6 separate regions of the Mus musculus genome follow, and all the other regions are linked to region 1. The links are chromatin contacts, called in public HiChIP or PLAC-seq and promoter capture Hi-C maps. All regions are on one chromosome and are shown on one strand. The core of a region is the stretch at or near the end of the contact, and the rest is flanking DNA. Distances in the headings are between cores, read along the strand shown.

Region 1 (4,736 bases), core at 1,659-4,158:
CACGGGCTTTCTCTTCTACTTTGTTTGGCAAAGTAGCAATTGTTGTAGAGATGGTGAGATCCAGGAGTACTGCTTAATTTTACTTCTAGATAGATGAAATAAATTCTAAGTAGTGTTTCTCTAATCTTAAAACTATTTTTTAACCATCTTTAACCAACTAAAATTTGTTTAAAACAATTTCAAACTGTTGGTATTTTGATTTTTTTTCACATGTTAACAGATTTTATACATGTGCACAATATACACAGTAACCAAGAGGAGGCATTAATTTTTTTTAATGTTAATCTTAGCCTGAAAATATCTGAAGAATAAGACTTTCTAAGATGTTATTGATCTTTGTTCTGGCTTTTGAGTTGGCTGCTTTTGTTGGTTAACCAAGAATTAAATGATGATCATGTTAAATATGCACACGGCACTAGGTGTTCACTTAGTTCCTCAAGGAAGTCCAATGGATTAAATATCTGCTGCAAGTTGGGGGTGGGGGTAGATTCTAATAAGTGCATTTATCTCTGATTAAAGTATCTTAATCTAACTTATATTTAATGGCATGGACATAAGATAAACTATGACAAATGTTTTAAATCTTTGAATTTTCAGAAGGAGTCAATAAATAGTATTAAATATATGAATGAATGGGAAACATCTACAGTTAGTAAGACATCATAATTAACATGCAATACCTTTATCTGAAGTCAAATTTATTCTTCCCACCCTGGTAATTTACAGCTAAAAGCAAAACAAAACAAAACAAAACAATCCAACCCACTACGGCTTTTGGTAAAACCTGGAAAGTCCTGGAGAGTGTTTTTACGTTTGGACCCCCCAGCCCCAGCCCCCCCCCCCCCCACCTCTTTTCCTAAGTATCAGGGGAAGTTGGTGTTGGAGTTTACATACATGCTCATGAGGACCGGGTAAGTCAGTGGCCCAAGCTTTCAAGCTTTCAGTTTTGGAAACACAACCTTTTAGTTTTGAGAACATATGAATATCACAGGCACTAGTTTTAAAATATTAAGCATACTCCAAGAATAGAGGCTACTATTGTTTAGTTAAGAAATTAATATTGGTGTTTCTGTTTTTAAGTTATGGGTCTTGCTGGAATTCCACTACAGAAGTACCACAAACACGAAATGAGTGAAGCACGGTCATGCTTTTTGGGATCACTCTACAGTATCTGAAAGTTGTACACTAGGGTCTTACTTTTTTACTCGGGGGTGGGGGTCAGGCATTTTGGGAGGGTTTTCCTCTGGATTATTTTGAGGAAAACAATGCTTGTGAACAGAATATTTGTGAGCAGAGTATCAATCCCTGCTCACTTGGGCCGGCTATTTTAGAAATAGTTTCCACTTCAAGAGTCCAAAAGCAGAACTCAAAGGAATTTGAAACCTTGTTTCAACCATGTACCAGTAAATCTTTTGTTTACTGGTTTTGTTCTGTAGCTTTCAGGTCTAGAAATGCGGGCAGTTTTGAAAGATGACCTCGAGCTCTTCCCTAAATTGACTTGAGCAGAATTCGTACTCCTTTCTTTCTCAATTTCAGCACATTTCTAGTAATAGGAAGAAATAAAACCTAATCCATACCCTACATGATTAAACACTTCATGTTCAAAGAAAAAAAGCTCAATAATGCCTATAGTAATGCTTATAATGTGAATAGTAAAAATGCCAATTACAGACTGACTGCACCCAGATGCTATGAGCAACCTCCTTTAAAAGGAAGCAACTAACACAGAAAAGCCATTCCCCACTTTTGGTAACTCCCTTAGAAAAATCAGGAGGAACTTCTAGTAGAAACAGAGTGGAAAGGCAGTTTTCTGTCTGAACGCTTAGGGAGGGAGAGACAGTTAAAAATATTCACCAAAGACACAAGTAACCTAGCAACTAACTTCGGACAAATACAGTCTATCTACACTCCTCTGTATTAATTTAAAAGAAAATGTAGGCCAATAAGGAAACATCGCTTCGAATGCCTCAAATTCAAAGCAATAGTCCAGTACTCTAAACAGCTGTATAAATTCTTGAGTCCGATACTGTCTCATTCTTAAACCCTACAGTACATGGCACTTGGCTGTGTCTCAACTAATTCTGGTCAAACTGGACACTGGTAAATCTTCCCCAGTTGTTGTTGGCGGCGTATTGAGTCAAGGGCTGGTTAAGTTTAAAAAAAAAAAAAAAAAAAAATCTGTCTAGCTCATCTGCTAAGGGAGGGCAGTACTGAATCAACTTTTGTAATCCCCAACGTGCTTGGGCCGTGATTTGTAAGTGATCAAGTCCCTGGCTAGCCTGCACTGCTTCCGCTTGTGCAGTCATCTTCTTCCCCTCGCACTAAAACAATACCTTGGCCACCAGCCAAACTTTGAGCAGCAAGCGACTCTGCTGTTTATGGCCTGGAATGGGTGCTGAAATACCCAACCAAGGACGCTCTAGGCCCTCTGGGAGGCCTAAAGGAAGAGAGGTGGCCCTGGCTTTAAAACACTCCTATCCTCCGCCCCCTCCCTTTTGTCTCAGACACCAAAACAAACGAGCTGATACACGTGTCCCTATGACTCTTGTTTACTATCAAGACTGCGTTGTGCGCGTACCTCTGGGATATGTAGTTCAGTCAGCTCCTCCCCCCCGGTAATTTCCTCAGCTAAGGAGCAAGGCTGAGACTACTAACCCACAATCCACTTCGATAGCAAAGTTTGGCTCCCGTCCCCCGTGTCTCGGCAGCAATCCAATCCAAAGCGCTTTCTGTAGTGATTGACAAGCCACCTTCTCCAGTAAACACAAGAGAAAAGTCAATACATGCCCGCCCACCGAGACGGACTACGGCACTTTCCAATGGAAAGGCGGAACCTTAGAGTGGCAGTTCTTCAGACCAATTAAAGACGAGAAAGGTGGACGAAGGCTCAGCCCCCCGGGGGCTTCAGGGGAGGGGGAAGACGAAGCTTGAAAGACTTGGTAATGGCGACGGGTTTGGTAAGTAGGAAAGTTTCGGCTGAGGAGTAAACGCGGCGGTGGGAGTCGCGGCGCGCCACAGAGAGGTGGGCAGCCGTCGGGAAACGCGCAGGCAAGCAGCTGGCGACGCTGTCGCGACAGACGGCCTGCGTCCTGACTCTGTGTGGTCGCGGGGTTTCTGAGGGGTGGGGGGTGGGCAAGGGAGGGGCTGGAGCTTCGGGGCCGGGCAGCGGCCGCGAGAGCGGAGACCCTTGGGACTCTGGGCACTGGATCCCCTGCGCGGAACCCGCCGTCCGGGCCTCCCGGGAGCTCTCCGAGCCTGGACGGCCGCGGCTCCCAGGACTCGGGGTGGTGGGGGTGGCGGAGCTCGGGGCTCGGTGGCGCTCGCGGTGGGGGCCGGCGGGGAAGGGGCCGGGGCAGGGGAGGGGCCTGGCGCTCCGGAGGGCTCCGGAAAGTTTGCCTCGCCACTCCCCGCTGCGGGGGCCGAGGGCGGACGCCGGCCGCGAGCTCCAGCGGGCCGGGGGCTCCGGGGAGGCGAAGCTGCCTCCGGGGCCCGGGCCGGGCGGGGGAGCTCGCGGAGCCGTCGGGCCCGGGGCTCATTGTTACGCAGTTCGAATGAATGGGCTCCGAGGCGCCTGCGCGGTGCGCGGTGGGGCTGCGCTAAGGGGGAAAAACAAGCCTGGCGTCCAGGCTGCGGTCACATGATGGGGGGGAGGGGAGGAAGCGATGAATGGCGAAAGAGGTGGGGGTGGACTTGGCCGGCTCCGGGAGGCGCTGCTCGGCCTGACCCGGCGACTAGGCCCGCGGGCGAGGCCCGGCTCCTCCCTCTGCAGGCCGATTTAAACAAAACAAAAAGGAGTTGGGGCGCAGCCGGCTTCCCGAGCCTCGCTTTCGCGTGCTCCCGGCGCTGAGCGCTCCGGAGTTCACTCCCTGGGACTTCTCAGCCGGCGAAGGCACTGACAGCTGGGCGGGACACGGTTCCTGGCACTTTGTACCTGCTGGGGGGGACTCAGTTGGGCTTAAGGGAGCTTTATTCTCTAGGGAGAGGGGCGGGGGTTTAGGATGGGTTACAGTCGAAGAATGATTTTAGCAATTATAAATACTTAAGTAGTTACAGCGGTGATTTGGAGCCGTAATTTTGTGTTTTGGTTCCGGTGTTTCACCTCTCCCTTTAACCCCAGCTTTGTCGAACCAAGAGTATTGGGGGAAGTGGAGTTACATTGAAAAAAGAAAACTTAAGACAAGTTTTCGAGATACCTTAGGCTTTTGAACATTACTTCAACTCGACTAGTAAATTTCAGAACCTTTTTAAATTTTTTTCTATTATAGCTCCCAGTTTAGTTTTATAAACCTATTTATCTTTTCTTCCTGGGAAAGCCCTTCCTTTGTTAACTTCCCTGACTTAAATACAAGGATGCCCTCTCAGTGTTTTTTTTTTTTTTTGTCATACATTTCTCAAGTGAACTTGAAAGGCAGTTTGTTCCGCTCTTAATATACCGTCAGATTATCACTATTGTATTTTATCTTTAGACTCTGGGCCTGAAGGTTCTTTGTGTGCACCACAATCTGGTCTGTGTATCGGCTGGAAATAAAGATGTCAGTACTCTCTTACAAGTTCTCCTGTTATTCCCCAACTGCTAATAAAACAACGGCAGATGGTTTCTGTGTTTTAAATTTCACATGTGTACAAGAAGGGGAAAACAAATCTCATAATTCAGAAAATTTGAATCATTTCAATTGTTACTACCCAAAGTCAGTAATAATTCCGTGTACTTTCATATTTTGTTCTGCATTTACTTT
Region 2 (4,736 bases), core at 1,291-3,790, 1.6 Mb after region 1:
ACAAACTGTGGGTGTCACTGCTCCAGAGGCTGTGAGATCTGGGAGAATAAAGCCAATAAATGAGGTGGACTAAGGTCTCAATAGCCAACTTTATACAGAGCCCCAGACAATTTACACTCTGAGAGGAAAGAAAAGTCATGTGGGTAACATTCTCATGAATTCAAGCTGTATCCAGTCACAGGGACAAAGGTCATGTGGCAAAAAACCCATGTTTTCCCATAGAGGCATCAATATTTAATTGAGTTAGAGCAGCAAGACGTAATAAGTCATCTGCAGAGACTCACTGCTATCTACTACACCCAGAAGCACAGAAACACATCCCAGGAACAATTCCTTGTTTTGAAGAAACTGAGGTTGCCAGTCTCTTGTCTTATTTTCTTTGTGGTGCTCCCACAAGCACCCAGACTTCTCCTCACAGGAGACTCCATTCCTGGACTGCATTCTGACATCTGAGCATGTTAGTGAGGGAGTTTCCATATTGATTTAAGTGAGGTGGGAAGACCCGCTCTGAATGCGGCTTGCATCAGTGCACGCCGTGGAGTCGTGGACTGAATAAAAGGGAGCAATTTACTTGAGCACCGAGTATTCATCTCTTCCTTCTTCCCGACTGTAGGTGCAATGCACCAGCTTCACCCGGTTCTCAGTGCCGTGGCTTTCCTGTCACCATGGCTGTGTGAGACATTTACAGTGTTTCTGCTAACTGGAGGTAATAGTTAAGGAGACAGTGACTCACTTTGGGGAACATTCCGGAAACAACTCTACTTGCACCATGGAAACTTCTGAGTCAAACTGTAGGAAATTCACACCACATAGGCCTGCTCAGATTTTTTTTTTTTGGATGGTCAGTGTTTTACTGTTAACTTTTGTGAACTGGATCCCCACTGTTTTGGAAATGAAGTAGCAGAACTCTTACGAGCAACCCTAGCTCTTGATGCACAAAATCTGAGAAATTACAATTCAAGCCTGAACTGTATAGTTTCCCAAGGCAGCCCCGGTGCACGTCACCTATCCTGAATCAAGAAACAGAATGAGTACAGACAGGGCTCCAATGAGCACCAAGAAAGACACAGAATTCACCAAATTAATGATTAGCTTAGGTTTCAGCAAAGGATGCCCAAGTCGTTTTCTACTTGCAAAATTTGAACTAATATGCAGTCTACCAACTCTAACATGATGAATAACTACATGCTTGTCTCTCCTTCAGACTATGGGATGAGTCTTCCCTTTGTAAGAAGTCTATCTTTAGAGCTCTGATTTCTCAGAGATTGAACCCATCTACTTTGCAAGACGCAACCTCAAATGAGTTGCATGACCTCATTCTTATGCTAGGTTTTTCTACAAACAAAAATTGCTAAACATTTTTTTATCCAGTCATCTAAGGCTCGCTTTTTATACTGGGAAAGCATAAAAAGATGGTCATAACCCTCTTTGTCCATGAACCAAAGCCGCAGAATTGTAGGCAGGTGCTAAATAAGACTTGGGAATGTGGAAAGCTTTGCTCCTGTACTGCTGGGTCACAAGCCCAGGGCTGCTCAGGTTTTAGCTGTGCATGGTTTGTTTGTCCATTGTGGGCCATGAAAACCCCACATTAGACTGCCAGTCTTTCCTAATAGTGCAGCAGTAAAGATAAGCATCGCGGGGTGCTGTCCACTGGCACATACATGCCTGTGAGTGATGGGGCTGAGGTATAAGACCTGAAGAGGGAGGAAAATATGTTTGCTTTTTAGTTAAGTATTGGCAACCCTTGGGTGAGGGTGCAGACAGGCATAGACTTTTAGCCCAGACTAATTTTTATTTACATTTATACTAGTATGATATGAATCTATAAAACCCAATATCACTTTTATGACATTTCTTTTGTTACAAATTTGGTCAAATAAGAGACGTTCTTAACTGGGACTGGTGACTAAGCTGGAGCCCTTTGTGGGAGGCAGAGTGAAATTAGGGGTACAGATCCCAAGCTGCCCTCAGATGGGAACTGGAGCCTAAGCAGATGCCAAGAGAGGAAAAGACAGACATACAGGAATGGAGACCACTGAGGCTGAAGGACTTAGTATGTTCATATGCTCTCATTTTTCCCAGAAAGTGGGTCCTTAGGGTAGCCAGTCTAGGCTACTGTGTGGAAGTCCGGAGACACCAAAAGGACCCAAGGCTGTTGTCAGGACAAAGTACCACTACACTCAGAATCTAAGAAGCTTTGCCAGCAGAAGTGGCTACAGTGAAGGTATCACCAGAATCCACTGGTAATAGCTTCCTGGTCCCCCATGACCCAGGTGCCCGGTTAGCCTTCCAACCCTAAGGGATGCGCGCATCTGAGCTTGTTTCAGCTTTCTACTTTGCTGACCGAGGTGGGGGAAGTGATGGTCTCAGCAAGGAGGTGGCAACCAGCTCACAAACCAGTTCACCCCTCACTGACAGGAGGTGGAAGGGCAGAGCTGATGGGCGGGGTTACCGGGCATGAGGCGTGGCTTGATGGTAATGGGCGGGGCTTGGTGGGCGGTGAGCAGAGTAGTAGGGGCCGGGCTGCTGGGAGGTGGGCGGGGTTCCGTGCCTGCCCTGCTTGCTAGCGCAGTGGCTGCTGGCTCTGTCCGCCCCAGCCCGTCCACAGAGGGGCGCGGGCGCCGTGCTGGCGCTGGACTTAGGAGCTCCGGAGCCCGAAGCGCACGCCTAGCCGCGTGGGCGGCGATGAGCGCCGAGGGATCGCAGTCCCTGGCCGCCCCCCGCGGGCGTCCTAGTCACCTACTGGTGCCCGCGCGGGTGAGTGGGGTCCCCTGGAGGCCCTCTTCCTCAACCTCTGAGTCCCTTCAGTCTCCCTGCCTACCCTCCTCTCCCAGCGCCTCCTCCTTTCTTGAGTCCTTGTATCCCCCTTTCCGGGTGGCTCTTGTGGGCGGGGGTTGGCTCTGGGCCCTGGGCATAGTGGATAACACTAGCCCCTGGGCACCGCAATCTTGTCTTCCTTGCCTCACAGTTACAGCGTGCAGGTTTTTATTTTCTTATCTTTAACATCTGGGTCATGGGGCACAGGTGCTTTCCTTTACAGCGTGGTAACTAAGGCTTCCAGACCATGGGGTTTGGGCTCTGTCCAGTATTTCTTCCAAGGAGTGGTCTCTCTGGTCGTAGGCAGGGCTCTGGCAGCCACTCAGGCACTATGCAGGGCTTCTTGTTGTCCCCTTGATGAGGTGTGGTGCCAACTGCCTCTGTCTATCGCTTGGGCCACCAGCTCAGTATCGCCCAGAAACCAAGAGAATGCTGATGGGCCAACTTTGCAACATGTTTTTAAAAGTCTATTCTAGGTCCTACCCACCCACCCCCCTATTTTTAAAAGAAACGAAACTATTGATTGACAAAACCCTGAAATGTTGATTTAAACAAAAACGGAAAGTTCTTGGAAACCTTCAAGTTGCCACCCACACAGCTCAGCCAAGTGTTCTGGAGAGGGTGCAAGCCAGCAGCTGTTTATCATGGCCTTAGGAAGCTGTGTGCGTGTGTCCTGGGGTGCAGTCACGCCTCCTTTTTAACTTTGCTCAAGAGCCCAAGCCTTCAGCACTACAGGAGAATAAGGTCCTTTTAGGGTAACAAAGGTTTCTAAGACTGTAGGCTGGAGTGGCTGCTAACTGTCCAGTCACAAGGCTTCAGAAATAGCTAGTGCACAGTGGTATGTTTAATGTGTCAAGACCAGTGTATCTGCTTTGCAAACTGAACCATCCTACAGAGTCCCTCAACATCGTCCACATTTTGGGTGGAATGTGGTGGGATTTGGGTTTTTTGTTTGTTTTAATTATTTTTTAATACTTTGTAATGTGAGTAGTTACCCAAGTACAGCAGATGGGACTCATACCTTAGGAAATCCACTTAGATTACCTGGAAATAGAAGAAAGCAAGTGCCACTGGCTCTCTGGTGTATATCTCTCAGGACTTGAATAGAATGTCCTCCCACAGTGCATTTTGGGAATGTTCTTGCAACAAGTCTTGTTAGTAACGGTTACCATTAGAGGAAGACTTGAAGTGATTTGTTTTACTTTGAACCTCTCCGTGAGTTTTGGCAGACTTCAGTTTTAAGTGCATGCATGACACAGAAGTCTTCAAATAAGCTTGTTGAGCTCCACGTCAATCACTAAGTCGCAAGACAGTCCCAAGACCCGTTCAGCATCTTATGTGTCACGGGAACCTTGATGATGTGAGATGGCCCATCAGAACTGGACTTGAAGGGAACTGTTTGCAGTAATGTAGTGCTAAACTCCATTGTGTTGAGGTTCGGGGTTGTATTTAAAGTAAATCTGCCAAGATTGACACTTGCACATTCTCAGAATCCGAGGATTGTGTTACCTGCAGTTCATGCTGCAGTACTTGAACCTCTGATGAATGGTGTCTAACAAATCCCAGGAGCATAGACACCTTTGAAGAATTCTGCAGTTTCTTAACAATTACTGTGCATAACATTACTGAGCTTTGCAATGCCTAGCTATGCCATCGTTTCAGTTCACAGAATTTAGAGCATTTACTTAGAAAAATAATTATACTGGATCTAATGTAGTCTGACTTTTTTTCTCTCTGGCGTCAAAAGTATAATTATTCACTATAATGGCTGCTTGTTTGAATACTAGCAATTGGGCCAGATTTGGTGTCTCACACACATTTTCTGAGTTAGGCCATTTCCTAAAGTTCTGTTCTGAGAACCAACCATTCCATAGACTGAGAGTCTGCAGTTCTTAGCAGGACTTGTGTTTACTGTGTAA
Region 3 (4,736 bases), core at 1,441-3,940, 1.4 Mb after region 1:
TAGATCTTTACGTGTTCAACAGAATACCAAAACCAAATGTAATTCCTATTTTAACTATGATATGGTAAGGACTCTAAAATTGTCAAGTTATAAAATATGCCCACTTAATAGGAATCAGAAAAAGATCAACACATCTGTGACATGCCAAGGGTCTTACCCAAACTCCCATGAAGCCGTTCTATCCTGGCAGGACCACCACCAGGATCCAGGTGCAAATCTCGGTCTTATCACCTCAGCATTTGTGAAGAGGAAGTAAGCAACTGCAGTGGTTTTTTATTCTCTGAGATTGTAATGAGCCATAAAGCATACAGAGCACACAGCAGTGTCTGGGGTTCCCCAAGAACTCCTAGGGTTATCCCTCTCCAAACTGCAAGTGCATGCATTGTCCTTAATCTTAAGAAGTTGATCCATCTTTCAAGGTCCTTCCCCCGAGACTGCCGTGCACACTAGCTCTGCACCAAGTTCTCAACCTGGCCCTCTCACCTGCTCACCCCTATGCCTCTCCACTCTGCCTGCAGAACTCAGGCTCCTCCATATAGTCCCATGTACAGACCTCAGTTCTTATCAAAAGAATCATTACAACTGGCACCAGGACAATTAGAAAGCTTCTATGGTTAACTACTGAATCCCAAGTGTCCCCAAGGAAGCCATGCTAAGTTTAGGAGTCTATTTTGCTTACCAGTGTAACCCCAAAATTTCTCAGGTAAAATATTCCAAATGAAGAATGGACACCTTTCTGTTGTAAGCTCACATTTCCTGCCTCTCGGTTCCCTGGTTAACTGTCTAAAATCAGCTTTTCCACTCATCAAGAAAACTCTCCCCACCCTTCCAGTGTCCACAAAAATCAAGTATTTACCCTGTAACCACTCAGTTTGGGACACTTTGCTCCTGGGGATTGTGGTATCTGACCTATGAGCCAGCTTCCTTCCCATGTCCCACCCTGTATTTTGGGGGCTCTGAACACTTATTTTCACTGGGGCCAGACCTCACACCTAGGCCAGTCAGCTGTTACTCATCTTTTCTTCCTGACATTTTACTTTGTATCCTTCTGACCCAACTGAGGGGCCCAAAATAGTGAATGTCCCCATTTGGCCAAGTACCAGAACTTTTACTGTGTGCCTGTTTCTGTGCAATAAAGACTCTATCTTTCTCCATTTCACGTACCTAATTAATCCCTACATAGAATTCCTAAAGCCATTATCTTTAAAAATAACCAAAAGTAATATTATATGCATAGTCTGATTTCCAGAGCAGGCAGTATGGGACTAACCCCAGCAAGAAAACATCTACATGAGAGATAAATTGCACTGAACTCAAAGCAGGAATTATCTGTGTAAGAGTCAGCATAAGAGAATCAACATCTTAGTGTACAGATGTTTGGCATCCTTAGTGACCAACCTAGAACATGTCCAAAGATTACTTCATGATCTCCATATAGAAATGAAGGCTTGGGAAACGCTGTGAAAACACAACGCAAACAAACCCAGGGGCAGTATCGCAGCAATGAGAGTGAGCAGAGGGATTCAAGGTTCTCCTACTCACCCAGACACAGGAAGTGCCCGATCTGTAGCTTATACCTCTGTGAGGAGAAGCAAGTGAGAAGGAGGCACAGCAGGTGGAAGGCAAGGAGTCCTAGGAGCCACGGCTCTGTCCAGTCTGTCTCCTGTGAGGAGATAGCGTTAGAAACCTGGAGGGCAGCGAAACGAAACTGCTTTCCTGTGGGGAGTGGGAGCTACTGGTCCCTTCCATTGAGTTTGGGGGTCTTCCATTGGTGTTTGTATACAACCAGAACTCTCAGACAAGCAGGAGCAAGCGAGAGGAAACAGCGATGCCTCAATTGCAAACACAGTCACAGATTTTTATATAAAGATTTTAAAGTCTGAGCACACAGGATGGAAACTACTGTCCACTTGCCTCTTTGGACTGGGTGAAATCTAGAGGGTTATTATCAACTAAACTAACGAGCTAAGTAAAGTCATGTTAACTTGGAATGTGTGAAGCTGCGTACACCAAGCTCCTCTGTGCATGGAGGTCTGGAAATGAGAGCCATCCTAACCTGCAGAGCTGACTGTCCCTGACACTTCTGCACCATGCAGCCGGCTAGTGTGCTTTGGGGTCTTAAGTACAGTCCCCAAGGCTCCAATCTTTCTGATTCTGTCTCCAACTAATATTAAGTTCCTAGTCCCGACTTCTTAGAGCTTCCCATGCCATTTTCCAAGGGCACGGCTCCGCAAGGCAAGACCAGCTCCTCTATCTGGAGCCCTAAAGCTCTTGGGGACAGCTTGAAGTCCAGTTACTGGGTAACGCTCATCTCTTCTGTGCCACATCGGAAAGACAGCGCACTTGAGAGTCTCTCCAGACACTGGCAGGGAAGTCAATGTATGGCGCTAAGACGCCACCGGGGTGAACACTGGTGTTGGGGACTCAGAGGACGGCCGGTGCGCACCCGGGAGCTGCCCCATCCAGCGGAGCAGGGAGCGGCTTCAGGCAGCCCGCCCGCCCCTGCGCAGTTCTCGCAAGAACTAGCAAACCCCACCAAACGCCGGCGCCACTTAGAGCCTGCGAGTTACCATGATCACCGCAGGGATGCTGACTGGGAAGGATCGGACTGAGTATGCGGACGACATCGCGCCAGGGATCCCAACAGCCGGGACGAGTCCGCAGCTTCCGACAGCCGGGAAAGGCGCTTAGACTTCTCGCGAGATCTACGGGTACGAACCTGGCGCTTGGCTCTTCTCGCGAGAGTTCTGACTTTTTTTTTTTTTTTTTTTTTAAAAGAGCGTCCAACTTTCGTTATTGCAGTAGTGCATTTCTGTAAGAAGTGTCAACGTGCTCACCTAGTTCTGTTTCTTCCAGACTGCCCAGAAAGCGGAGGGTTCGTGGGTTCCACAGATGCAGCCGGCGGCTGGGGAGAGTTTGCCAGGGTCCGATGGCATCCTTGCTCCAGTAGCCCGCCAGGCAGCCGGCAGGAATCCCACTTCTACCCCAGTGGGATAAGGACACCAACCCACCCACAAAACTTTTCACCTCAAATTTGTCTTGCCTAAAAGAAATGCAGGCACAAAGATGAAGCAGAGACTGGAGGAATGGCCAACCAATAACCAGCCCAACTTGAGACCCATCCTATGGGCAAGCACCAATCCCTGACACTATTAATGATACCCTGCTATGCTTGGGGACAGGAGTCTAGCATAGCTGTCCTCTGAGAGGCTCCAGCCAGCAGCTGACTGAGACAGATGCAGAGACCCACAGCCAAACACTGGACTGAGGTCGGAGACTTTTATGGAAGAGTTGGGGGAAGGATTGAAGGTCTTTAAGGGGCTGGGAACCCCACATGAGGGCCAAAAGAGTAACTAACCTGGACCTCTGGGAACTCTCAGAAACTGAGCTGCCAACCAAAGAACACACATGGGATGGACCAAGGCCCCTGAAACATAAACAGCAAAGGCGCAGCTCAGTCTCCATGTGCACACACACACACACACACACACACACACACACACACACACACACACACACAACTGGGGCAGAGGCTCTCCTAAAGCTGTAGCCTGACTGTGGTATCCATAGCCCAACAGGCCTCAGTGGGAGAGGATGTGACTAATCTGGCAGAGACTTGATGCACCAGGGTTGGGGGAATACCCAGTGGGGGCTCACCCTCTCAGAGGAGATAGGGAAGGTGGGAAAGGGTCTCTGTGAGGGGTGACCTGAAGGGGGTAGCGTTTGGGATGTAAATAAAATGAAATAAAAAGTCCCAGGATGAATATAGTGTCAGGTCTCACCATGCTGGATAGATAGCAGCTGAATCCTATAATCCACACAGCCCTTACCCAGAGAAATGGGCTGCCAATGGTGTCTGTACCACAGGATTCCTGTCCCACGAAACCGAGATAGACATTCCATCAATAGGACATAGTGAAGCAGCCCTATCCAGTAGACTGGTGCATATGGTATCTGCCCCCAAGGCCAGCAATGAATATACAGTCAGTACTTGCAGATGTAGGATGGGCACAGTATTCTTCCCCTTGGCCATTCACATCCTAACTCATTGATCTAGAATAGACAAAGATAGTGGTGTTTCTATGGATCTATGGGATAAACATGGCCCTAGTAACCTTGTGTGGCTGGCGATGCTATCCCAATTCTGGGGTGGTAGATTGCTCAAGGGTGACATAACACTGGACAGTTTGGAGTATCCACGATCATGCAGACTGAGCCATCTTACTTTTACACATGTTATTGGAGAAGGGGCAGGCCATGGAATATGAACTGGTAATGCATTGTTTAATGGTTTTAAGTCAATCCACAGGAGGCTGTTAAACACAATTAGTTCATGTGTGAAGTTCTCCTAACTGCTCGTGTAAACAGTGAGGACCCAGGATTCTAAGTCTTTATGTCAGAACATAAACCTGTGCACACGTGCATGGCCTCTGTCATATGATCAGGGCTTGCTCTTTCCCTTGGTGGTGTGATCACTGATGCCATAGCCACCTCCACTAGTCTGAACAGTGACAGTCATAGTCTGTCTTCTTCACCGTTTAATGGGCTCTGATGTAGTAGTCCAATATCCTCCATCCATTTAGCATTGCCCAACCTAAGGCTTCCTCCTCTCTCCCAGAGGCACGCCCAGGCTGTCTTTGTTACCTCCTCTGTACTTTTCAGATTTGGGCTACTCTGCTTCTCAGGTATGTGCTCCACCCAAAGTATGCCTCTTCACCAAAGGTATGGAAATGGGG
Region 4 (4,736 bases), core at 572-3,071, 1.2 Mb before region 1:
AGGGGGGGATCAGCTAATAAAACACTATAGACTTAATAAGACTGGCAAGGCACAGAGAGCTGTCACACCACAGGTACACGTAGGAGGGTGAAGGAGCAGGTGGCTTAGATGCAAAGCCAGTTTTATGGTTGGTCCCATGCTAAAGCAAAACCTCTCTGAAGTCCGGCAGAGAGATTCACTTCTCAGTACGTGCTTTCCCACCACTGTTAAGGTCATCCTCAGTTGCACAGCAAGTCCAAGGCCACCCTTGTCTACCTGAGCCCCTGTTTCAAAGGGGAAAAGGAGAGGGGGGCTGGAGATGTGGCTCAGTTGGTAGAGTGTGCTTACCCGGAACGCATAAAGCTTTGATTCTGGGCGCCAGATAAACGGACCATGAAGGCACAGGCCTATAATCTCAGCGCTTGGGAGGTAAGGGAGAGGAACAGGGGTTCCATGTCATCTTCAGAGTCATAGAAAGTTCAAGTCCAGCTGGGGAACGTGTGAGATTCTGTCTCAATAAGCAAATAAAATCCGAAATCAAAAAAAGGACATCCTTGGCCACCCAGGTGTGGTGTCCCACCAGCTGGGACATCCCTCTTTCCTTTCACTGCTGCCTTCTGGTCAGATGGTGATTTTGCTGGAAACAGGCAAAAAGAAAAATACCCCTCAGCCTACTTTCAGTGTTCTTACAGAAAGGTTTGTTTAAAAGATGGCTGAAGCTCATGGATTTTTGCTCTGTCGTTGTTTAGTGAATGATCCCCATTCTCTGTGTCCTAAAACCATTATGATCTCTCCTGTGGACCACGTAGACCCACCTGGACAGATTTCCTTTGGGTCACATAACAGATCCGCTGGGCTGGGTGAAGAACCCACCCACGTGGCTGAGCAGTGAGGCTGGGTATCACTGGAATGAAGATCCGTCAGTGCTGTTACCAGAGTACCTACGCCCTAAATGGCTTAGGCTTCTCACAGACTAGCAGATAGATTCCAAGAAAGAAAGCAAACAGTAAGTGTTCCAGGAAATGTAGAAGTCAAGAGACCCACAGTGACCCAGCCTCCGATGTCACTTTTGTCATGTTCTAGTCACTAAGAGTGAGTCACACGGAACACTTTCCAACTCTGAGTCCAACGACATCATAAGCCAAGAAAAGGCAGGTGTACAGATCCTCGACCAAATTCTACCACAGCGCACTCAGTAACAGGATCAGACATCACCAAGCCATGGAATCCATCCTGGCAATGTGCCAGTGGTTCAACCTATGGAAAGCAGTCCAAGTAAAGCACTTTATTAGTAGAATGAATAACAAAACCATGCCACCGTATGGATGGATGCGGAAAGCGCACAGGACAAAAATCCAGCAACCTTCAAGAGAAGAACCACCATTCGCAAGGAGCAGATGGGGCTCTGCCCACATGAGGAAGGGGAGTTCTGAGAAGCCCACAGTGCAAAGCATACTTCACAGGGAAAGACGGAAAGCTTTCTCCTCAGAAACAGGCTTATGACAAGGATTCCACGCTCAACACTTCTGTGTAGTGTCACACTGGGGATTCTCCACAGGACAACCGGAAAGAAGAAAAGCAAGCCCACTTGTTGTAAACAACACTCATTGTCTTACACGCAGACAACCTTGCAAAGGAAGGAAATTCCTAAGTCTCCAAGTAGAGACACAACCAGCTGTATGTGTTTCTATGTCCTAGTCATGAGCAATCAGAAAGTGAAATTAAGATTCCATTGACCATTGCGATACAAACACAAGACACTTATGAATAAGTTTAACTCCAGTAGTGTGGTCTTGCCTGTGGAAACTGCACACACAGATGACAGAAATGAGGAACTGAAGGCCAGAACGCAAGCCTCTGACACCCACGCCTACATGGAAAGTTCTAGTGTCAGGACAGGGGCTACAATGTGGACTCTGAATGTGCCCCGGAGGCCCATGTATGTAATGAGGCACTACTGGGAAGGGAGTTAGAGGTATGCCCTGTCAGAAAATACTGGAACCTAGGTTTGTTTGCCTCCTAGCTGCCACAGGTGGCTAGCTGCAATGTTCTCACCCCACCCCCTAAAGCCCCATGATGAGCTGCCTCTTCACTGGCCCAAGAGTGACTAAGCATGGTTGACCCTCTCAAACCACAAGTCCATCTTATAAGTCGGCTACCGCAAGTAATTTTAACTCAGCGACGGAAAAACCACTAAAACAGCGGTCCAAGTGCCTCAACTGGCACACAGGTACAACATGGCCTCTCTGAGAATCTCAGCTGCCTTTGTTTTCTTCTTTCCGAAACTGCAAAATGACCCTGAAATCCATATAGAGATCCAATGGTCTTGTACTGTCTTAAGCCAGAACCACCCTGCAGCACCACATCACAGGAAAGCACAGATTTCCTAATCTCAAAAACTTTGCCTAAGACTAAACAAACAGATCACCAGGGTAGACTGAGTCCAGAAGCAAATCTTGTCAATGAGGAAAGTCATAACCTTTGACAATCGTGTTAGACAACTGGACAGACACAGGGAAAGGAACAGACTCAGGCCAGGGCCTCCTACCACCTACAGAAGCAACCGGACCTCAACACGAAGTGGTGATGGAAATGTGTGTGCTGCAGCCACAACACCTTTGGAAAAGAATACAGGTGTAAATGCAAAATGATGCATACATCACCAGCAGCAAAAGAAATAGTTGATCCCTGGGCAGGCACAGAAATAAAAAGCCCATGTGCTTCAGTGCACCTTCAAGAAGACAGGGCACAACCACACACAAAAAGTAAAATCACAGACAAAGAGAAACAGCCCAACCTGGCAAAGCACTTAAAAAGAATTTCAAAGAAGGCTGCTGCTTGTGCCAATGAGCAGAATGAAAGGCTGCAAGCATGGCTAGCTATTAGGGAAACAGAGATCAAAGTCACTGCGGGACTCTACCCCTCACCCACCAGGATGACCATGCTTTTTTAAAAAAAGGACTGGAGGCAGAGGCAGGAGGCAGAGGCAGATGGATTTCTGAGTTCGAGGCCAGCCTGGTCTACAAAGTGAGTTCCAGGACAGCCAGGGCTATACAGAGAAACCCTGTCTCAAAAACAAACAAACAAAACAACAACAACAACAACAAAAGGACAATAACAAATGATGGTAAGATGTGGAAAACGCATAGCTGGTGTGAATGGAGATCCAGGCAGTTGCTTTGGAAAAACCATCTGACAGTTGCTCAAAAAGTCAGAAAGATATGTTGCCGCAACCCAAAAATGTATGTCCACACAGAAACCCAAAGCAAACCAAAAGTCCGGTATGTAAGTATTTTATACTATAACTCATAATAGCTCAAAGGTGGGCATAACAAATATTCATCACCTGGTGTGTGGATAGCATGATATGATATATCCTACAATGGAATACTACTTACTTGAAATGAGGAACAAAGTACTGATACATACTACAACATAGAGGAACTTGAAACTATTCAGTGAATGAAACCACACATAAAAGGCCATATATTTTATAGGTCTATTTTTACAAAATGCCCAGAACAGAACAATCTACTGCCAGAGCCTAGTGGGATACTGGTAAGATTCTGGTAGTAATATCCTATTTCCTTGGAGGTAATAAAAATAAAAATGCTGTAGACTTAGATGATAGTATTCGTTGCATATTTTGGTGCTTATGACAACACACACACAATTTAATATTTTAAAGGGGCCAATTTTATGGTGAATAAATTATTTCTCAATAAAGCTAATCTTAAAATGCATACACACATAAAATGGAGTCCTAAGATTAACCCAGTGTCATAGAGAGGGAGGCTTGTTGCAAGTGTTCCTTGCAAGGGCACCTTTGAGGACCACTTATCTCATGCTCCTCGCCTGTCTGGACAGGTTACAGACAGCTGATTACATGTCTGAGTTTCCCTTTCTGATTCTCACATCTGAGAAGCAAAGGGCAGTGGTCATGATTATTTCCTGTCTCTTTGTAGCGGAATGATCCAACAAGATGCCTAGTACCCCTGAAAAACTGGCAAGTTACAATGTCTAGAGAACAGGTCCAGATGAGAAACAAGCAGAAAGCAGCAGCCGAGAGAGCTAAAAGCAGAGACAGGGTGATGTATGTAGTGCTGACCACAGGGTTAGATGTGGAGTACTGAGGAAGACCAGACTTGTATAGGTACTTTTAACCCTGAGAATAGGAGAAAGTGTATGGGCTGGCAAAATGGAAAGACCCAAGTTCCATCTCCTCTGAGCTGCGGAGTAGCTGCAAAATCTTAGCAAATTAGTATTTGTCTGCTCCTGCCTATGCAGCTGTTCACAGTGGAAAGATCAAAAGGCTGACGTATGTGAGGTACCTGGGAGAAAATAGCTGTTCAGTAAACGGCAGCTTTTATTACTGGCACTGTCTTGACAGCATAATTATTAACACAGGAGTCTTTGCTAGCGTCCACTGATGCCTAACACTGGCTCAGGAATCAGAGGTTCTATTTTCTTAGCTACTTGGGTCCTCTAGTCAAGACTGGGTAACTAACTATAAGTTTGTCGGAGAGTTAACAGGTTTTTTTTTTTTAAGAATCAAGAGTGGAATCTGATTGGGTATGGTAAATTAGCCTACAGAGCATTTGTAAAACCATCAAAGAATGAATATACCAACCAACTCACAACTAACCTACAGCTATGAAAAGACAACTCACAAGAGAATGTGTGTAAGGTTAACACTCGTGTGAAGAACGCCCACCACATGACTGCCTTCCTTTCTTCCATTCCCAGAAACACAGCTC
Region 5 (4,736 bases), core at 1,566-4,065, 1.1 Mb before region 1:
GAGTAAGCTCAGAGAGTATAGGACCAGGAAAACCCACAACTTCATTTCCCCATCACACTCTAAGGCCAGTGGGGAGCCTGGACTAAGAGCCATGATGAGCATTTTGATGGCCTGGCAGCCACTCTGGCTGCAAAGGTTGGGTTCATTGGACCGGAAGAGCCGTGTGTCACTGCATCTCAACCCCTTGGAGGTCAGAGGGTCCCATGCCAATAGCGACAGATCCAACCAAACCTCACAGCTTCCCACTGGGGACTGTACTCATGGGAGGGAATTCTGGGATAGAAAGTGCAGCATCTCTTTAACTACTCCACCTATCGATTTAGCCTGACATTCATGCTCATGTTGAAGAGGCTATTTAGCTCAGTCAAGGGTGGACTCTTCACTCAGTCAAGAATCTCCCTCTACCTCCATCATCAGGCATCGAAGGGTGGGGCCTGTGGTTCTGGCCAGCTAAGGGACAGACCTCAGGGCGCCGAGCCTGGGCTGCCCCTCTTCCTCCAGCATTTGTGTGGCCCACGGATGCCAAGCCCACTGGCCCAGCCAGCAGCTGCTTTCACTCTCCTCAAAGCTTCCACGCTATAGGGCAGACTAGCAATCCAAGCCCTTTCCCTTTGTCCAGGGCCCCCGGAGTTAGCATTTTATTAGACGTGTCCCCACTGTTCACAGGAATGGACGGAATCTCTGCTCCTGGGGCGCCTGACTTTGTGGTCACCCATACTGAGCATCCCATTCTGGCTCTCCTGACTCCTTCCCTGAAGTTGCTGTCTACTAGAACCAACCCCGAGCCTCCAACCAGAGCAACTTCTTGTCTGTCTGACAGAACATTAAGGGAAAACTGGTTCATTCTACTCAAGAGAATGAAATCTTCAGCCTTGGTAGAGACAAGCTACTCAAGACAGGAAAAAAAAAAGTGAATTCAGTCAGTGAGGTCGATCATCTGGCTAAGGGGCTGCCTCTAGGGAAGCAGGCCCACTTTAAGCCAGGCTAAATCGATAGGTGGAGTAGTTAAAGAGATGCTGCACTTTCTATCCCAGAATTCCCTCCTATGAGTACAATCCCCAGTGGGAAGCCGTGAGGTTTGGTTGGATCTGTCCACCTTTCTAGCAACCCGTTTTTTTTGTTTTATTTTTTTTTTCTTTACTCTGTCTCTTGGTTTTTGTTTGCTTGCTTGCTTGTCTTTAATGTTGTCTGGTACTTTGGGCTTCCTTATTCTACAGCCTTCCTCCTTGCCACGTGGCTGTGTGTCTGCTGCATCTGACCTCCAAGCCAGTGTAACTGAAACAGTGTGGCCTTTTCCTTCTCTTCTCCATCCTCCTCCTCTGTGTAGCCACCTACATTCACTGCCTGCGTGCCCTGGGGGTTAACTTTTAAACACTACTGACATTGTCCTAGAGATTGTTTGAGTCTGATCATGAGACTTGAACCTCCAGGGGATTCTGATGTCCAGGTGTCAGCTGGCACCCCAACAGGACTCCTTTGGGCTCCATCCCCTCCTTTCACAAGAGTCGGCTTCTGCACTTGCTGCTTTACTTTGGATAGACTTTGGCTTTGTTTAACTTTCAAACTCTTTCCTGCCTTTTAATTCTTTAATTGGTGGAGAAAGCAAATCAGGTTCCTGCACCTTAGATGGCATCACAGGTATCAGCTTCAAGGATTCTGGAGTGGGGTTTCAGAAAAGGGTTCCATTGGCCTTAGTACCTTCAATTCACTTAAAGATGAGAGGACCCCAACCATGTCTGAAACATGGCCTCACCTTGGGTGCCCTGAGGTATGTCTAAATGCTGAGTTTGACACTAGGGGAGAGACACCTTCTTTTACCTTTGTCTCCTGGCCCTTTCCTTGCCTCCAAAGCTTCCTGTTTAAACTTGAAGTCCTGTGTTCAGGATGAGTGGGATTCCTTCCTGAAATGATCTATAGAATGTCTGTTCATTCCCCTGAACTGCTTCTCCCAGCCTCATACTGACTGCAGATTGTTCCATGTAATACAGAAAATATTCACTTATACACTTCCTGTTTTCTTTTTCTTTCTTTGAGAGAAGGACTCTCTGCATAGCCCAGGTGAGTCTCAAACTCAGGTTTCTCCTGCTTCTGCTTCTTGAATGCTGGGATTCTTGGCATTGCCACCATTCCTGGCTAAGCCACTTGTTTTCCTAAATGATGAGACTCTCTCTGTGACTCTTTCTTTGGAGGATTTTCTCTAAATAAGCTCTTCTCATTACAGGAAGACGGATTGGCTATCCTCCAAAGGTAGAACATAGGAAATCATGTTGGCTCTGCCATCCGAGGCCAGGTGTAGATCTGTTTGAGGAGGAGGGGTGTAGGCTCAATAGAACTTGCAGGAGGTGAAGGATGTGGTTGCTGTCTCCAAACCATCCCGCTCTGGCCAAGCTGGGGTTATACTTCTTAGCCCTCCCCATAAGTGCTAGGCCAAAGGGCCAGAAATATATGAGATCATATCGTGGCTCTGCTGTGTGTCTTTGGGTGGGTTACCCACCTGTCTGTGTTTCTGTTTCTTTGTTGATTAGAGAGGAAGAATAAAAGCTGTGTCTCTGGGTACAGGTTAAGTTAAAATTAGTATGAGCTGCTTCATGTGGTACCCACACATAGCAATTTCTTAATCAGTGACCAGCTGATCGTCTGAAGCCTGCAATGCCTGAGGAGGCTAGTATTAGGAAAGTGGGTATTTACTAGCAGTGTTGCCATGGAGATGAGAATCACTTGGGAAACACAGAATTCTTTGCAGAAATTAGGGAGAGTCCCTCTCTTATCTCAGTTCTGGGAAATGATGCTTAACGGTGATGAATGGTGATCTCATGGATGTGAGGACGTCCTCCAAGTATAATGTAGGAGAGCCTTTACTCGGGGCCTCATGCTGTAGGTGGCTCAATGTCACTTCCTTAGGTCATTGTTGATTTCCTGGATTCATATCCTATCTCACCATTCTCCTGGTCCTGGTTAAGAATGCAAACTCCTGAGCCACAAAGTCAGAGGCCAGCCTGGTCTACCTAGTGAGCTCCGGGATAGCCAGGGCGATGTGAAGAGATACTGTCTCCCTTCTCCCTGCCACCAAAAGAATGCAAAGTCCTTTGTAGGCACACAAAAATGATATCTTGAAGCTATGCATGGTGGCACCCACCTGAAATCCCAGACTTGACTGCTGAGTTTGAGGCCAGCTTAGGTTACAGTGTGAGACTCTGTCTCAAAGGGGGAAAAAAGTGTTGAATAAGAGGGGGAGGGGAAAAAAGAGAAAAATGAATGAAAACAGAGAAGCTTAGCACTCCCCTTGACGCTTAGCACTCCCCTTGACAAGGATGGAAGAGGCCCTCGGGCCTAACAACACCCACATGATTAAGGCTGCGCCAGCCACATCAGAGGCAGAAGCAGAGAGGCAGAGAGGCAGAGAGAGGCAGAGAGGCAGAGAGAGAGGCAGAGAGGCAGAGAGGCAGAGAGAGAGGCAGAGAGGCAGAGAGAGAGGCAGAGAGGCAGAGAGAGGCAGAGAGGCAGAGAGAGAGGCAGAGAGAGGCAGAGAGAGAGGCAGAGAGAGAGGCAGAGAGGCAGAGAGGCAGAGGCAGATCTCTTTGAGTTTGAGGCCATACTGGTCTACAGAGTGAGTTCCAGGACAGCCAGGGCAACACAGAGAAACCCTGTCTAGAAAAACAAACTAACAACAATAAAAGAGGAGGGGAGAAAAAAAAACAAAATGACCATTTAAAATCTTTTGTATCTTTCCTCTCAAATCCTCTTTTTCCCAATAAAGCCTAAGTGGCAGAGCAATCTGACATCATCTGGGTCAGTGGCAACTGAGTTCCTATACAGTGCTCTCCAGGCTACCGCAGACCAAGAGCAGCTATTGTCCTAGGGCTGCCAGGGCTCCCCTTAGTAACATTCACATGGGCCAGCAAGATGATTCAAGGAGTGAGAGTGCATGTCACAGAAGCCTGATGACCCACATAAAGTTGGAAGGAGAGAACTGACTATACAAAGTCACCCTCTGACCTATACATGCCCTCTGTGACACATATACTATCTACACACACACACACACACACACACACACACATTGATGATGATGATGATGATAAATTTAAAATAAAATTTAAAAAACACACACAAAAAAATCTGCAGCCTCCATGCAATGATCAAAAGTGATCAACAGGAACTAGAGAAACAGCTCACTTGGTGAAATTTGACCCTCAGCATCTGTGTAAAAAGCCATGTGGGTGATGTGTTCTTATAATAGCAATGGGAAGTAGGTGGGGACAAGCAGATCAAGACAGTCTAACTTAATGGGCAAGCCCTGGATCCGAGGAGAGATTCAGTACCAAGAAAGAAGGTGACAGCTCCTGGGAAGGAGCAGCACTTGTGGTTGCCCTCGCATCCTCGGGCCACACACACACACACACACACACACACACACACACACACACACACACACGAAACTCCCCCCCCCCAACACACACACCACACAGGCACAAACACATGCATGCAAAGTGAGTAGACACAAAAAGACTTGTACAAGAAAGTCGAGTGCAGTTTTAGACCAAACAACCCCCATGCCCACCCATCAACAGGAAATGGTAGACAAATCTTGGTATGTTGATACAAAGGAAGATTACAGCTGTTACAGAAAGCAAATTCCCGAGACTCACAGAAGTGTGAACCTCACAGTAATTATGCTGAGAGAAGGAAGAAGCATACTAAAACACAAGGCAACAAATAGCCATGTGTGTTGTCCT
Region 6 (4,736 bases), core at 729-3,228, 1.0 Mb before region 1:
CATCTCCATCCTTACTACAATTAATTTTAGGTACGAATAATTTCTAAAGCAGCAGGTTTCTCTCCACGTTGGGCTATTTTTATACTGTTAACAACTAAAATTTTCTAAACAGGCAAATCCAAGGATTGACTCGGAATCTGAGCTTAACTGGAAACTACCTAAATACGACCTGATATTCTATAGCTTGTACACATAGGACCAGTTTTTCATGACTACCCTCAGAAGGAACAAGGGCTTTGAACTTGTTATAATCATTTAGAACCATACTTTTGCCCAGTATGTTCATCCAAGCAAAAACCTACTTACATAGGCTGCTTCAACTTTTCCTCCCACTAACAGGACTCTATTTGCCTAGAAAGCCAATCCCTAGCTCACTAGTACTCACTCTTCAAATATTCTTCCATCTATAAAGTCTTCCCCAATGATGCTTTCCTGTCTAACCTACTACTTTACAAGTATCTCTAACACACAATTTACCATATGGCATTTTTATAGTCTCCATTACATCCTTGAATGATCATGAGAAAAAGAGTTTGATTCACATCTGTAAGCTGGCATTTAGCACAGTGCTGGTATATGCTACCTACTCAAATATTTGTTGGGTAAATACTCACTACACCATTAACACTCTATAGTCTTACTACAAACTTACTGCCTGTGTAATAAAAGGTTTTCAAACTCAAAGTATTATTTTAAGAAACTTAAAGATAATTTCAGCACACAACAAAATTACTCCTACTTTAAAATATTCAAGAAAAGATATAAGCTGCCTCTTACTTAAGTGAAAATCTAAATTATTAAACTGAATTGTAACATTCAATGAGACTAAATGTAAGGTTCATTCTTAACACACATTTCTTTGATTTCTCCCCTATGACTTTTGGAATTAAAATAACAACCTTCTTCTAAACTTAGGGTTGCACAGAAAGTCACGTGTCTTTTGCCAGTTGCAAGAGCAGCATTTCAGTTTTCACAAAATTGAAGGCATAAAGTGTAAATACAAAAATCAGAGCGAGCAGTCATCAGTCATCGGAGAACTTCAAGCTCTTCGTTAAAACACACGCACGAAACCGGAGAGTTCTTATTTTTCACCCTCAACATGAACTGTGAAGGAATTAAACGTTATCGGCTACGAAACACTACCTGACTGCACACGGGGCAAATAAATGCCAAGTGCTTACATTAACTCTTCAAGTCAGCACCCAACTATAGTGGGCCGCTAAGTTTGAAGGAAAATCGCAGAGCTTGATAAACTAGCTGCACGTGACAAGGTCTAACTTGTAAGTCTCCTTTGATGTTAATGATTGCTTGGCAGGAAAGGGCAGAAAGCTGACTTTCCAAGCAGGATGTTGCTATAAACAATCTCGACGTCCAGGCCAGGCGTTAAATGGGCCGACAATTTAATGCGTCGGGGCAAGGGCTTTGCCTCGGCTTCTCTGACACACACTATTTTTAACAGGAGCCCATACCCGCCGCCAGCGAAGGGCGCAACCCAGGTCTAGCCTCGCCCGCGGAAGCCGCGGGCCTCCGGGCGGTCGGTATCAGTTGGACCGCAGCAGGAAATCCTGTCTTCCTTTGCGGATGGCAGTGGAGCCTGAGAAAAAAAAGCGAGCGAGCTTCCACGCCTCCGCGGCTAGGGGCGGCCGGGAGAAGCCGCCCACACCGGCGACTCGACTCGACGCCGGCCGCCATCTCCGCCCCGCGGCCTTCGAGCGTGGGGGACTCCCTCACGACCGCGTCCCCGCCTCCCGGCAAGGCGCCCCGCGCTGGACCGGGCGAGGTCGGCGTCGCAAGCTGCACTCACCCACTCGAGGATCTTGATGAAGCCGAGCGGCTCCTTGAGCGGGTTGAGGTTGATCTGGAAGGCGGACATCCTCTGAGGGAAAGGAGGGAAGAGAGTCAGGACGCGGGGCGGAGGAGGGGAGCGGCGAGACCGGAGCGACTCCGCGGCGAGAGCGGGAGGCGGAGCCGGCGGGGCTGGGGGCGGGGCCGGAGGGGTGGGGACGAAGGGGCATCGGGGCGGGACGGCCTGGCCTTTAAGGCGGGGCCGGGCGGCCGTTGAGTCCGCGCCCAGGAGACAGAGAGGGCGAGCCGAGACCAGGCCGAGGAGGGACTGGGAAGGGCTGGCTCCTCCCCCGGCCGCACCTGACTCAGCCGGCTGAACCGCTGACGAACCATGTTGGCTTTGGAAGCCATGCGTGTGCCGCGCCCCCTTCCCCAAAGCCTAGCTCTGTCTCTAACGCGCACGCGCGCTCCCTAGGCCCCAGACTCTTTTCCGGCCTTTGCGAGCGCGCGACGGGGGTGGGTGGGGTCGGGGGACAGCTGCGCCTGCGCAGCACGGCCCTCCACCTCGGTGGCGTTCTGGTTGCTATGCCCTTTTGTGGCTGTGACTGCCCGCCCTCACAACGGCCCGTTTTCTTCCCAGTGCTCTGAACTTTTGGGCAAATGTGTCAAGTGTGTACACAGACAAAGCCTCACTTCAAAGCTCGTGTTCAGGGCCCTTAAAGTCATAGTTATTGCAAAACTGCGGCCGTCTGGCGAACCTGCCTTATGTAAGGGTGCTTGAACGTATGATTCACCAAACATTTCCGCAGACATCGCAAAGTTGTTGGAGCCAGAGTAGGAGAAAGACCACCCATTTGAGATCATGGCTTGACAGGTCTCACAGGACAACTCATCTCTCCACCTCTATCCCCGTTTGGCGAGGCCTGTATTTCGTGCCGTTTTTTTTTGGGGGGGGGCGGGGGAGTGGGGGGGGGTCAAGTTAACTCATCTTTCATGATTTGTCTTAGGGAACACTCCCTCCTGCCACCAGAATGGGACCAATCTAGACATCTCTTCTCTGGCTTCCTTGTGCCTGGCCTTTTTTGGAGGGTTGGGATAGTGGCCTGTCTTCATGCATGGTGAGATAACACCAACATCGAAGGAAGATCTTTGCCACAGAGGATCCTAGTTCCAGCTCCCAGGTACTTATTTATATTTCCTAAATGTCAGTGGAGTATTCCATTAGAACTGACCACTACCCATGAACAGTTACTACCAAGCTAACACTTCCTCCTTCCTTCACTCTTATTTCCGTGTATTCCACTCAGCATTTCTCTTTAAGTCTTAAAAAAAAAAAGTTATTTTCTGCTGAGACCTGTTGGATAGGAACCCACAAGTAAATCACTTAGCTGTGCTTCAAAGGAAAAAGTATTCAAAGTAGAATTATACAAAATAGCCAAAAATATATTCAATGTAATTTCAAAATGAAATAGATGCTAACAGGATGGGATAATGCTCATCTTGCAACTTTATAGAGCTGAGAGGTCTGAAACAATTTGTACTCCCATGGTTTGTTCCTGTAGTCCTGTCACCAGGCAGCTGGCTGAGGTTTGCTTGACTGCACAGTTGGATAGGAATTGTGGGAAGGATAGGCAGGGGAAGCAAGTGAGGAGCTGGTCTCTTGTAGCCTTCATTTCTGTCAGGCAGCAGTGAGTGGTGGCTGAATCCCGACAGAAGCAGCAGCAAGTGGCACCCTCTAGTGTTGCAGCCCTCATAACTCAACCTTACAAATGTTCCGGTTTGTAAGTCTAGAACACTGGGGTTCCTCAACCCTTGGCAGCTCTTGGCCCAGGATGAGACCTTTGGCCCTGAAGGCTTAACAGCTATCTGGAGCTCTTGTGGTGCCAGGGCCTGCCCTTGCTCTTCTCTGGCTGATTATAAGGTTTTATCCGTTAGTCTTGGCTCTCTACCTCAGCTGCTAGGACTGTTCACTTCTGCCGCCTTAGACACAGGGTACCTGCTACTTCTGTGTGTGCCATTTTGCCGCCACTGCTTTCCAGTCTCTGCTGCTTTCTGTTCTGTGTCATCTTATCCTGCACTACTAAAAGTAGGCAAGACCACCTAAGAGCAGTTGTGTGTGTGTGTGTGTGTGGGGGGGGGGGGGTAAGGCTGCAATACCAGAGGAGCTTACAACACCAGAGTATCCTGACTCAGCACACTGAGTGAGCCTGAACGTCCTCTGATGTAGCCTAAGGACTATACCTACCAACACTGGACAAGCACAACTGTTTGTTTTAAATAAATTATACCCAACACTCTGAGCTAATCACAGATTTGTCTCTTAACGCTAGACCCCCTGTACTCACTGATAAGTGGATATTAGCCCAGAAACTTAGTATACCCGAGATATAAGATACAATTTGCTAAACACATGAAACTCAAGAAGAATGAAGACTGAAGTGAGGACACTATGCCCCTCCTCAGAATTGGGAACAAAACACCCATGGAAGGAGTTACAGAGACAAAGTTTGGAGCTGAGACGAAAGGATGGACTATCTAGAGACTGCCATATCCAGGGATCCAGCCCATAATCAGCTTCCAAACGCTGACACCATTGCATACACTAGCAAGATTTTATCGAAAGGACCCAGATGTAGCTGTCTCTTGTGAGACTATGCCGGGGCCTAGCAAACACAGAAGTGGATGCTCACAGTCAGCTATTGGATGGATCACAGGGCCCCCAATGGAGGAGCTAGAGAAAGTACCCAAGGCGCTAAAGGGATCTGCAGCCCTATAGGTGGAACAACATTATGAACTAACCAGTACCCCGGAGCTCTTGACTCTAGCTGCATATGTATCAAAAGATGGCCTAGTCGGCCATCACTGGAAAGAGAGGCCCATTGGACACGCAAACTTTATATGCCCCAGTACAGGGGAACGCCAGGGCCAAAAAGGGGGAGTGGGTGGGTAGG

Evidence for each region. Promoter capture Hi-C pulls out the DNA fragments that hold promoters and counts their contacts. HiChIP or PLAC-seq counts read pairs in DNA pulled down with a chosen protein or histone mark.
Region 2: a contact with region 1 is called in a promoter capture Hi-C map of liver, with 4 times the contacts expected there. The contact joins the promoter of Sntg2 here to the promoter of Hbp1 in region 1. A contact is called at or near these places in 2 of 39 promoter capture datasets (both in liver).
Region 3: an H3K27ac HiChIP or PLAC-seq map of extraembryonic endoderm stem cells shows a contact between it and region 1, with 9 times the contacts expected there. The contact joins the promoter of Tmem18 here to the promoter of Hbp1 in region 1. A contact is called at or near these places in 1 of 39 promoter capture datasets (the C10 cell line), 1 of 484 Hi-C or Micro-C datasets (muscle stem cells) and 2 of 115 datasets of contacts at active chromatin or transcription factors (astrocytes and extraembryonic endoderm stem cells).
Region 4: a contact with region 1 is called in an H3K27ac HiChIP or PLAC-seq map of bone marrow-derived dendritic cells, with 6 times the contacts expected there. The contact joins the enhancer-like site here to the promoter of Hbp1 in region 1. A contact is called at or near these places in 3 of 39 promoter capture datasets (hippocampal neurons and liver) and 1 of 115 datasets of contacts at active chromatin or transcription factors (bone marrow-derived dendritic cells).
Region 5: a contact with region 1 is called in a promoter capture Hi-C map of liver, with 3 times the contacts expected there. The contact joins the enhancer-like site here to the promoter of Hbp1 in region 1. A contact is called at or near these places in 7 of 39 promoter capture datasets (the C10 cell line, cranial neural crest, hippocampal neurons and 2 more) and 2 of 115 datasets of contacts at active chromatin or transcription factors (embryonic stem cells and stem cell-derived neural progenitor cells).
Region 6: a contact with region 1 is called in a promoter capture Hi-C map of liver, with 5 times the contacts expected there. The contact joins the promoter of Sypl here to the promoter of Hbp1 in region 1. A contact is called at or near these places in 6 of 39 promoter capture datasets (the C10 cell line, the HPC-7 cell line, hippocampal neurons and 2 more), 5 of 484 Hi-C or Micro-C datasets (LSK cells, embryonic stem cells, nephron progenitors and 1 more), 6 of 115 datasets of contacts at active chromatin or transcription factors (the 230-238 cell line, astrocytes, cardiomyocytes and 3 more) and 1 of 9 other capture datasets (liver).

Annotation. Positions count from the first base shown.
Region 1 is chr12:31,948,417-31,953,152 of GRCm38.p6, reverse strand. It overlaps Hbp1 (high mobility group box transcription factor 1), which reads left to right and starts at 2,908. Exons shown (of 11, transcript NM_153198.3): 1 at 2,908-2,957. The coding sequence starts at 2,943.
Region 2 is chr12:30,371,179-30,375,914 of GRCm38.p6, reverse strand. It overlaps Sntg2 (syntrophin, gamma 2), which reads left to right and starts at 2,540. Exons shown (of 17, transcript NM_172951.3): 1 at 2,540-2,757. The coding sequence starts at 2,686.
Region 3 is chr12:30,582,397-30,587,132 of GRCm38.p6, reverse strand. Tmem18 (transmembrane protein 18) reads right to left here and starts at 2,690. Exons shown (of 5, transcript NM_172049.2): 1 at 2,571-2,690; 2 at 1,543-1,663. The coding sequence starts at 2,627.
Region 4 is chr12:33,167,351-33,172,086 of GRCm38.p6, reverse strand. The region is part of intron 2 of Atxn7l1 (ataxin 7-like 1); the gene reads right to left. Among named protein-coding and RNA genes, the nearest start is that of F730043M19Rik, 22 kb to the right of the region's middle. Within about 2 kb of position 1,821, at least 79 of the 459 cell types and tissues checked have an H3K27ac peak or open chromatin away from gene starts, as enhancers often do. A contact at or near this core is called in bone marrow-derived dendritic cells, where this site is marked.
Region 5 is chr12:32,998,565-33,003,300 of GRCm38.p6, reverse strand. All of the region lies in intron 2 of Gm40874 (a long non-coding RNA gene), which reads right to left. It also overlaps the pseudogene Gm24922. Among named protein-coding and RNA genes, the nearest start is that of Gm40874, 4.9 kb to the right of the region's middle. Within about 2 kb of position 2,815, at least 27 of the 459 cell types and tissues checked have an H3K27ac peak or open chromatin away from gene starts, as enhancers often do.
Region 6 is chr12:32,951,428-32,956,163 of GRCm38.p6, reverse strand. It overlaps Sypl (synaptophysin-like protein), which reads right to left and starts at 1,978. Exons shown (of 5, transcript NM_198710.3): 1 at 1,805-1,978. The coding sequence starts at 1,873. 4933406C10Rik (RIKEN cDNA 4933406C10 gene) reads left to right here and starts at 2,375. Exons shown (of 6, transcript NR_044986.1): 1 at 2,375-2,659; 2 at 2,793-2,966.